Regions from separate parts of the Sus scrofa genome. Here region 2 is linked to region 1. A link is a contact called in public HiChIP or PLAC-seq data. All regions are on one chromosome and are shown on one strand. The core of a region is the stretch at or near the end of the contact, and the rest is flanking DNA. Distances in the headings are between cores, read along the strand shown. Region 1 holds the start of HK1 (hexokinase 1). Region 2 overlaps HK1 (hexokinase 1).

Region 1 (4,554 bases), core at 1,226-3,725:
CAGATCTGAGCTGTGTCTGTAACCCACACGACAGCTCACGGCAACACCGGATCCTTAACCCACTGAGTGAGGCCAGGGATCGAACCCACAACCTCAGGGTTCCTAGTCTGGTTCATTAACCACTGAGCCACGACAGGAACTCCAAAGCACAGTTCTTGATCCTCATGAGTCTGGCAGAATCACGTTTGCAAGAGTCAAATGGCAAATTGTACCCATTCACCCAGTTTTGCTTTATGGCCACAGAGGTGGTCTAAGTGTTTGATGGATGCCAGAACACATCTCTGTTCCTGGTTTATAATACTATTGGCGGGGGTGGGGGGTGGTGGTGGTGGTGAACAGATCTAGGTTTTGTGAGGCTTGAAGCTTAAATAATTTGGGGGAGCCACTTTGGCAAACAATCCAAAATTATAAAGTTGCTAGGCCTTCTCAGTGCCTAGAATTGGGGGAATGCAAGTGAGAAGCCCTGAAACGTAAAACTCATCAGCTTCCCAATCAACCTTATAATAATACCGTTCCCGTTGTGGTGCAGCGGAAGTGAATCCAACTAGGAACCATGAGGTTGCGGGTCCGATCCCTAACCTTGCTCAGTGGGTTAAGGATCCAGCGTTGCAGTGAGCTGTAGTGTAGGTTGCAGATGCAGCTCGGATCTGGCGTGGCTGTGGCTCTGGCATAGGCCAGCGGCTACAGCTCCAATTAGACCCCTAGCCTATGGAATCTCCATATGCTGCAGGTGCAGCCCTAAAAAGACAAAAAAGGCAAAATAATAATAATAATACCTACTGTTTATTAAGCATGTATTATAAGAAGGTATTTTATTTGTACTATTTCACAGCAACCAAGGTGGGCATTAGTATCTCCATGGTATAGGTGAGGAAGCAGGCTCAGAGAGTGACTCAGGATGCCACCTCCATAAAGCCAGGGGGCAGGGGCTATGCTCTGGACTGAGGGCTCTGGCCCCATGGGCCACAGCTGAGTTCTTTTTCAATTGGTGGTGGCAAAAACCATGCTCTTGAGGTTCCTGAGGGCTGTTCTGGACCTAAATCATCCCCTCCCGACTCTTCTGTATCTTTCTTAGGCCTGACTAGGGCCCCAGGATCCAGGGCTAGGGTAGATTCCTGGTTGGATTCTGGCCATGTCAGGGCACCGAATGGTGAGCCTTGGTTCCTGTAAGGAACCATTTAGGCAGAGAGGGTGCAAACGATTGGTAGGACAGCAAACCCCAGGGGTGAGCACTGGCTTTGGAAACACAAAGAGCCAACGTCTAATCGTGGACCTACAGCTTTCTGGTTGTATAGCAAAACACATGGCCTCAGTGAGCCTCCACCTGCTTGCGGGTTGAATCAGAATAGTAACCATTTCCTTGTATTTTGAGCTCATTACGTGTCCTCTTGCAGGGCGGAAAAGCTCCCGGTGGTGTCTGGCACAGAAAAGCAATACATTTAAGAATGGTATGGTTGCCATTAGCCCTAGTAGCAGCAAAAACACCTGATTCCACACCTTCCTTACCCCCTTTAAAGCTGAATGATTTTCCAAGGATTCCTCCTATCCCAACTAACTTCCTCCCTGGAAGTAAAAACGGCGGCACCTAAGAGGGGCGCCTAAACTGTCCCTCAGTCTCCAGCAAGCCTGGATGTCCAAGAGGAAGAGAAGGCCTGGGGGATGGGGCCTCAAGTCCCGCCCAGCCGGCATGCGCCCTTCAGGAGGGCCTCAAGGACCAGTGACTCAGGGGCGGGTGCTGTGGGGCGTCGTTCTTAGTCTAACAATACAAATCCACCAGCCGGAGATTAGGCCAGGAGCGGCCACTGCACGGGCAGGGTGGGGTGGTGTGAGGTGACGCCCCGTCAGTGAGGACCCAGGTGGGGCTCCGCGCTCGGCCCCTTGGGCCCGCCAGAGAGGTGTGGCGTGGCGACCGGGTGCGAGGACCGAGAAGCCTCCGGATCTCGCTTCCGCCAGCAGAGGCCCCGTGCGCTTTCCACGCCCCCTTCTTCGAGGGCCCCCCCGCCTCCCCCGGACGTTTCCCCTTCCACGGAACTCGCGGGAGCGAGCCCTAATTTCCGAGGAAGGGGACCGCCCCCTCTAGGCTGCCCAGTTCGACAGCAAGCCTAGACAGGCGGTGCCTCCTCCCGCGTCCCCCTACCCCGCCGCCTGCGCCCCGCCCAAGCAGGACGCCGCCACGCGTGACGGTGCGCGCACAACAGCACCTCCCGCCCCTGCGCCGGCTCTCTACGTGGGGGACGTGCAGGGAGATGCTTGGCCTTGGGGGATTTCGCGGCATTGCCCGCCCCCTTTCCGGCGCGGGGAGGGGCGGCCGCCGCGCCCCCCCGGCCCCAGCCCGGCCTCCACCGCCTGGCTCTGCCGAGGCGCGCGGCAGCCAATGGGCGCCGAGGAGGTGGGCCGGCTGGCGGCTGTCACCCTCCCGGGGACGGCGACGGGAGCGCGGAGACAGGGAACGCGCGAGCTGCCGCCGCGCCCGGCTCGTGGGGGAGGAGCCGCCGAAGGAGGAGGAGCTGCGGAGCAGCCGCGGGAGGACCACTGCTCGCCCAGGCTGAGGAGGACAGACGCCCGCCCCACTCCTGCCGCCCGGCTCCTCCGACTGCCAGCATGATCGCCGCGCAGCTCCTGGCCTATTACTTCACCGAACTGAAGGATGACCAAATCAAAAAGGTGAGCCCCCACTGGCGCCGCCGCCCTGCGCTCTGCCAGCAGCGTTGCATTCCGGTATCCGCCGCAGCCGCCTCCATCCTCTCGCGCCCAGCCTTCCCCAGGCCAGCACTGGTTGGACTGCAGAGGGAAGGCTTTGCCCTTTGAGTCTCCCTGGGAATCGTGCGTGCGTGCGTGCGTGTGTGTGTGTTCGTGGGGGACGAGTAGGAAGACCCCGAGACTGGAGTGCTTGCTGCAGTGTCCTTGAAACAGGCTGTGGATGTCACATGGGCCCCCAGGCCATGTGGGGTGGTGGTTGTGTGGGGACTGGTGGGCTGGTCCCCAGGGCCTGTTTGGTACCGTCCGAGCGCCGTGGGCGGAGGAGTGATCATGGAGATGCTGGGGAGGTGAGCGCGAAGCAGGCGGGGGTGCTGGCTGAAGGCCAGGCATCCCATATTTGGGGTTCCCGGCGGAGGGCGTCAGATGCCCGGGAAGGCTGTTACCCGGGCTCTCCAGCTGCTGCGGCTTCTCCTTAATCTGAGGACTGGGCGACCAGCGCTCTGCTTCCTGGAACAGGGAGGGGCGCAGAGGCCACCGGAAACTTTGCTCACAGGCCTCAGGTCTGGAGCGGTTTGTCTGAATGGAATTTCTTTTTCCCTCTCCGCGACCGCTCTCTTAAGCTGTTATTTCCAGCCAGTCCAGGGAGCTCAAATAAGAGACTGGTCTTTTGAGTCGGATGGAGGCCTCGACATGTATGCTTGTGGCATGTGTGTACTTGCACAAGGATGTTTCTCCCTACCCTGAGGTGTTGCTGCCTTTGACTTTTAATGTAAAATACCATCTGCTGGCAGGTGTTAAAGGTGTACCTCTCTCTTATACCAGCGTTTGCACTACATTTTTAAGAAACAGCCTAGGCTGTATAGGGAAAGATGCCCATTTTATCAGTTCCAAGCCTGGCACAGGCTCCTGACCACCTCACAGCCTGCATGGTGACATTAGTGCTGGGATAAGCTAGGGTAGACAGCAAAGCCAACTTGACCTGGGAGTTCAAACAAGGGAGTGCTATCTACAGGTGAGAGGCAGGAGCCTCAGGCCCCCAGCCACAGGATGTTCAAGGCTCTTCCTTACCAACCTAGACAACCCCTTCCTCTGGCACAATAGGAAACTGGCCTGCTGAGGGCAGTGACCTCATCAAGGTCACCCGAGGAGTTACAGGGAGAGTCAGGGCGAGACCCGGGTCTCCGCCTCTCTCCTGGGAACTTGACCGACGCTCCTCCTGGAAGTCAGCTGACAGGGAGGTGCTGAGGCAAAGGCCTGGGGGATGCTGCTTGGATCCTGGATTCTGTGCTGAGTGGGCACCAGAGTGGGGCAGTTAGAAGACAGGCCTGGGAATGTGCCACGGCCCCTCATGGCTACAAGCTGTGGTGACTCTGGAGTTGTCAAACTGTGGGACTCATGCTTGCTCCCGTCGAGCACCCTGGAGCTTCCGAACTTCTGGCCACTGAGCTGAGGGAGCTGCAAATGCCAGTTCGTGCATTTCACCAGTTTTCTTCAGTGATGCCGTCAATCATCCATGTTCTTCCTGTTTCACAGTGGGGGACTTAAAGTATAGATGAGTTCACTGCCCTTACCCTGCACGTGGTGCCCTCAGAGTTCAAGACAGCAGATTACTGAGGCAGGGACCCTGATGCCCCTGATGCCTCCAGCATCTGTAGCCACCAATATCCGAGTGGCTGCCAGAGGCCAAGTTGGGTTGAGGTTTGGACTGCCCTCAGTGAGACCCATTTTAGCAGACATGCAGAGTCTTGTGCGGCTCCAGAGCCCTCCACTCCTCTGGTGGCCTGACTCACATTCTATCCACCAGGGTCCTGATGGTATGACTTCTGAATCAGTTGATCCTCAAATGCCTTTTCC
Region 2 (4,554 bases), core at 890-3,389, 38 kb after region 1:
CCGTGCATCTCTCATCAATGGCGCTGCCTGGAGGTCGCCCCGTGTATCCCTCTGTTACTGGGCTGCAGAGACTGGCTCATTCATGTAGCGCGGGCACAAAGGCTGCCAGCAGGTCAGGCTCCATCCTGCCCTGTGGTTACTGTGTTGCTCCTGTTTGCAGGTGACCAGCAGCCTCGAGTTGGCATCCTGCTCTTTCCTTTTGGCAACAAGTACTGACCTGTCACTCTGTTCCCCGTGGTCCTCAGGTTGAGCCTCCTTGCCTGCTGCCTTCCCAATCAGGACTCTCTCCCTGTGCTGCAGACATTCCTGTGTGCTTTGGCCTGACCTGACCTTTTAGCAGCAGGGTTTGTAATTTGAGGGGTCTCCCCTCCAGGTGCACAGTTGCTGAATCACTTCAATAGCACCTGCCTTCTTACTGCTGCCTTGAGACTTTTCTCCCAGCCTCTGTCCCCATCCTTCCCAGCCCCAGGATTATTTTGCTTCCTGCTGTTTCTTCCTCTCTTCCTCTGTGCTTTTGAAGCAGAGAAAAGATGGTGATGATGATAATGATAATGTATTATAGCAAGTGTATTATTGTAGTTATGTCACTGACCTGAGCACTTTATATGGCTTCACTCATTTAATCATCACAACAACCCTATAGAGTAGGTATTCTTTTTTTTTTTTTTTCTTTTTTTGCCTTTTCTAGGGCCGCACCTGCAGCATGTGGAGGTTCCCAGGCTAGGGGTCTAATCGGAGCTGTAGCTGCCGGCCTGTGCCAGAGCCACAGCAATGCCAGATCCAAGCCACGTCTGTGACCTACACCACAGCTCACGGCAACACCGGATCCTTAACCCGCTGAGCAAGGCCAGGGATCGAACCCACAACCTCATGGTTCCTAGTTGGATTTGTTAACCACTGTGCCACGATGGGAACTCCTGGAGTAGGTATTCTTCTTCTCATTTCATAGATGAGAACATTGAGGCTCAGATGTTAAGTAACCAGCCCCTCAGGTCCTACAGCTCTTAAGTGATGGAGCTAGAATTTGAACCCAGGCAATCTGGCTCTAGATGTTGCAGTTTTAGCAACGTGGATTGCTTTTGGGCTGGGTTTTATCTTTGTTTTCAATTAATTTATATTTTTATTTAAAATGTTTGAGGGTGTGGTAATATAAAAGATTGTGGGCAAGGAGGAAGTTCCAAGGGACTGAGGAAGAAAAGGGTTGGCAGTTTTAAAATAGAGATGAATGAAACAGGAACCTCTTATCCAGAAGTTTGGTGTGAGGTTAGCAATAAGTATTGGCAGACCATTTTTCTGAGATCTTTTATCAACCTGTAGAGTATTCTAGTAAACCAAGGGCCTCATTTTGCCCACGATGCAACTCAGACTCACAGACTATGAGCAGTACTGAATTCTTGGTTGTGATCTCATCTTCTGTAATGTGCAAGAATTTTTTATTGGTTTTAAACCTTTTATTTGAAATAGTGTTTAAACTTACAGAAATGTTTTAAGATAAGCACAAAGAGCTTTTTATGCCCTTTATCCAATTTTCCCGATTGTTAACTTTTAGCTTTACCCGTCTTTTGCTCTACACACACACACCACACACACACACACACACACACACAGTATCTTGAAAGTTTCAGTGCAATTTTATTTTTTTATTTTGTTTTAAAGGAACTTGCGAACATTATATTTAGGTAGGACACCCAATTTAAAACAAAGTATACATACAACAGAAACATTGTAAATCAACTGTACTTTAATAATAGTAAAAATGACAAAACAAAAAGCAAAATACACAGGAAAATATGCTTTTGTAGAATTATGATTTGTTCAGTGCAGTTTTAAGCTTACTCATTTCAGAAGCGTAAATGCAACCCTCTAAAAACATCACTTATTTACTTTTGGAAATTTTGAATAATAAATGTGTAGGTTTTTAATTTTCATCATGGTTTGCCTTTTTCAATTGGAAAGACTGCCTGTGGGGGGCGGGTTAAAACATATGAGCATGTTGTCAGGAAAAGAAAAACAAGTTTCGACACTAACGTTTTTTGAGGCTGGATAGGAAACTTCCCTTCCTGGTTGGTCACAGACATGGCTTAGCCCGGCAGTCACTTCCTGTCTTCTCGGGCAGGCTTGTCACCCTTGGGTTGTGAGCATTTCCTTCTTAGCCCTTTTGGGTTGGTGTGTTTGGCCTGAATCAGGGGGCTGGTCACAGCACCCGTCACTGCGACTGCATTTCTGTGGCCGAGTTCTCCCTGCCTCTTCCTTCCGCCCAGCCCTCTCTCCTGAGGGCCTGGAGCCTCTGCATGCAAATGACGTGGGGCCAGCGGATGGGCTTAGTAATGGGTTTATGTCACTCAGAAATGTAGGTCGCAGGAAGCTTAGCTGGGCTTCCCCAGGGAAGGTGGTCATGTGTCTTCCTAGTCGGAGTTGCCACTTCAGCTATAGTCTGAGTAATAGGGGCTTAGGCTCCCAAATCAAGCAAAGTCAGACTCTAGAGCTGGGGCAGGGACTTCTGGGGAAGGATGGGCACAGGAAGGATCACTTCCGGCCTCCTCTCAGGAGACACGGCTGTGATGGCAACAGTGACCCTCCAGCCTGCAGAAGCCCCTCCCCCAGCCTGGCCCAGCTGCCTGGGCTGGGGGGCTGGGGGCTGGGGGGTGGGCCCCTGGCTGGACTCTCCTCCACCATTTATTTGACATTTTGTTTCGGTTTCCTTTACTCCCTCAGTCTGTCAGGGAGTCTGGACAGATCAGCTAGGAATGAGTGAGCTGTGGCCTTGGTGAAGCTGCCTCTTTTTCTCCTCGAACCATAGCCCCGTGATGCTAATGGTCTAGTTTTGTTTAGCTTAGTATTGTTTTGGGGGGTTTTTTGGTGTTTTTTTTTGGGGGGGGGCCACACCCATGGCATATGGAAGTTCCTGGGCCAGGGATCAAATGTGAGCTACAGCTGCAGGTGCGGCCATTCCATATCCTTAACCCCCTGCACCAGGCCGGGAATCCAACCTGCACGTCCACAGAGACTGAGCCGCTGCAGAGATAATGTGAGATCCTTAACCTGCAACCCCACAGCAGAAACTCCTATTTTGTTTTGTTTTTAAATTCAATCTGGAATCAGAAAGCTGTGGATTCTGCCACATGGTCCTCGTGTCCTTCCTCACGCGTCCCTTGTCTGGTCCTTATTCTTCCATAGCTCTTTATCCCAAGCACCGCTTTGCCTCCCCCCGAATCCTTTTAGATGAGGAGAGAAGAAGAGGAGAGCAGAGGGGACATCTGGGAAGAGGTGCCCTGCCCCCATAGGTCACCTTTTCATGTGAGCTCTCTCCCTGGCACATTTGTTAAAATCAGACCTGAATAAAATAAAACTTTCAGTTTAAGATTAAAAAAAAAAAAAAGATACCCTACACAGAAAGCCTTTGGGCAGTTGACCTTGTCTGGGAACGTGGGCTGGGGTTGCTGCCTGTGACAGTGTGGTTTGACCCTCTCAATACTGCCTTCTGGGATTCAAGAAGCTCCAATAGCTGTGTCAATCTCACGTAGAAGGAAGGTCTAGTGTTAGGACAACCATGTGAAAAAAAAAACGGAGGTTACCTGGATTGTGGCATGGTTGCTAAAAGAGCACATACATATGCTTTGGTTACATTAATAGAGGTATAGAGCTAGGGGAACGGGAGGTTCTTCGTTTAACTAAGCTTCTTTCTTGTTCAGGACACATGTAAAATACTATGTTTGGGTTCCGGATGCATTTTAGAGAAGAGGAGAGATACTAGCGAGGTCAAAAAAGGTTGCTTTAGAGGTGGTGAGCCTCCCATCACTGACAGTATTCACGCAGAGGCTAGGGAAACAGTGTTCTGGATTCTTTCTAGTAGATTCTAAGATGTGTGTGCAGATCCCAGCAACATGTTGTAGAGCAGACAAGCTTAACTTGCAATCCTCTAAATAAATTGTGGTGTAGTCACACTGTAGAATACTGTGCAGCAGTGAGAACGAGTAGCCTACAAAGACAGGTGGCAACGTGGATGACACACCCGTGATGCAGAGGAAGGGAAGGCAGATACCAAGGACTGCACACTCTTGGCTCTGTTTATACATAGACAGTTGGGAAAAACTAGTGAGAACGCTGGAAGTCAGAGTGGCTGGCGACTGCCGTTGGGGGATTGGGTGGCAGCAGCAGTGACTGCACGAGGAGGGTGTTTGGGTACTGATGACCTTGTGTTTCTTGGTCTGGGAGCTGGTGACACAGGTGGGCGCAGCCTGTGAGAATCCAGTGAACCCTACACTTAGGATGGGTGCACTTTTTTGGTATGCATGTTATGCTTGAGTGAAAAATAAGACGTCAATAGCCTGAAGATGATGACATCACTCCAGTGGCTAGAGCCTGTGGAATTGCCCTTGGAGCTTCTGGAATTGACAGAGTGAGGGAGATGGCGATGAGATACACAGACGAGGCCAGATGACCACTCCACCTGGGTGGCTGCTGCTGCTTCATGGTCTGTGTGCTCTGGGGGATGAGCTCATTTTCTCTGATTCTTAACATTTCCTCAGCACCCAGATACTCATCTTAGTGACC

The links. HiChIP or PLAC-seq counts read pairs in DNA pulled down with a chosen protein or histone mark.
Region 2: a contact with region 1 is called in an H3K27ac HiChIP or PLAC-seq map of alveolar macrophages. The contact joins the enhancer-like site here to the promoter of HK1 in region 1. A contact is called at or near these places in 1 of 5 promoter capture datasets (liver), 17 of 47 Hi-C or Micro-C datasets (alveolar macrophages, blood, brain and 10 more) and 2 of 2 datasets of contacts at active chromatin or transcription factors (alveolar macrophages and skeletal muscle).

Annotation. Positions count from the first base shown.
Region 1 is chr14:72,380,853-72,385,406 of Sscrofa11.1, forward strand. It overlaps HK1 (hexokinase 1), which reads left to right and starts at 2,476. Exons shown (of 19, transcript NM_001243184.1): 1 at 2,476-2,664. The coding sequence starts at 2,602.
Region 2 is chr14:72,419,357-72,423,910 of Sscrofa11.1, forward strand. All of the region lies in intron 3 of HK1 (hexokinase 1), which reads left to right. Among named protein-coding and RNA genes, the nearest start is that of HK1, 38 kb to the left of the region's middle. Within about 2 kb of position 2,140, at least 42 of the 83 cell types and tissues checked have an H3K27ac peak or open chromatin away from gene starts, as enhancers often do. A contact at or near this core is called in alveolar macrophages, brain, liver and 4 more, where this site is marked.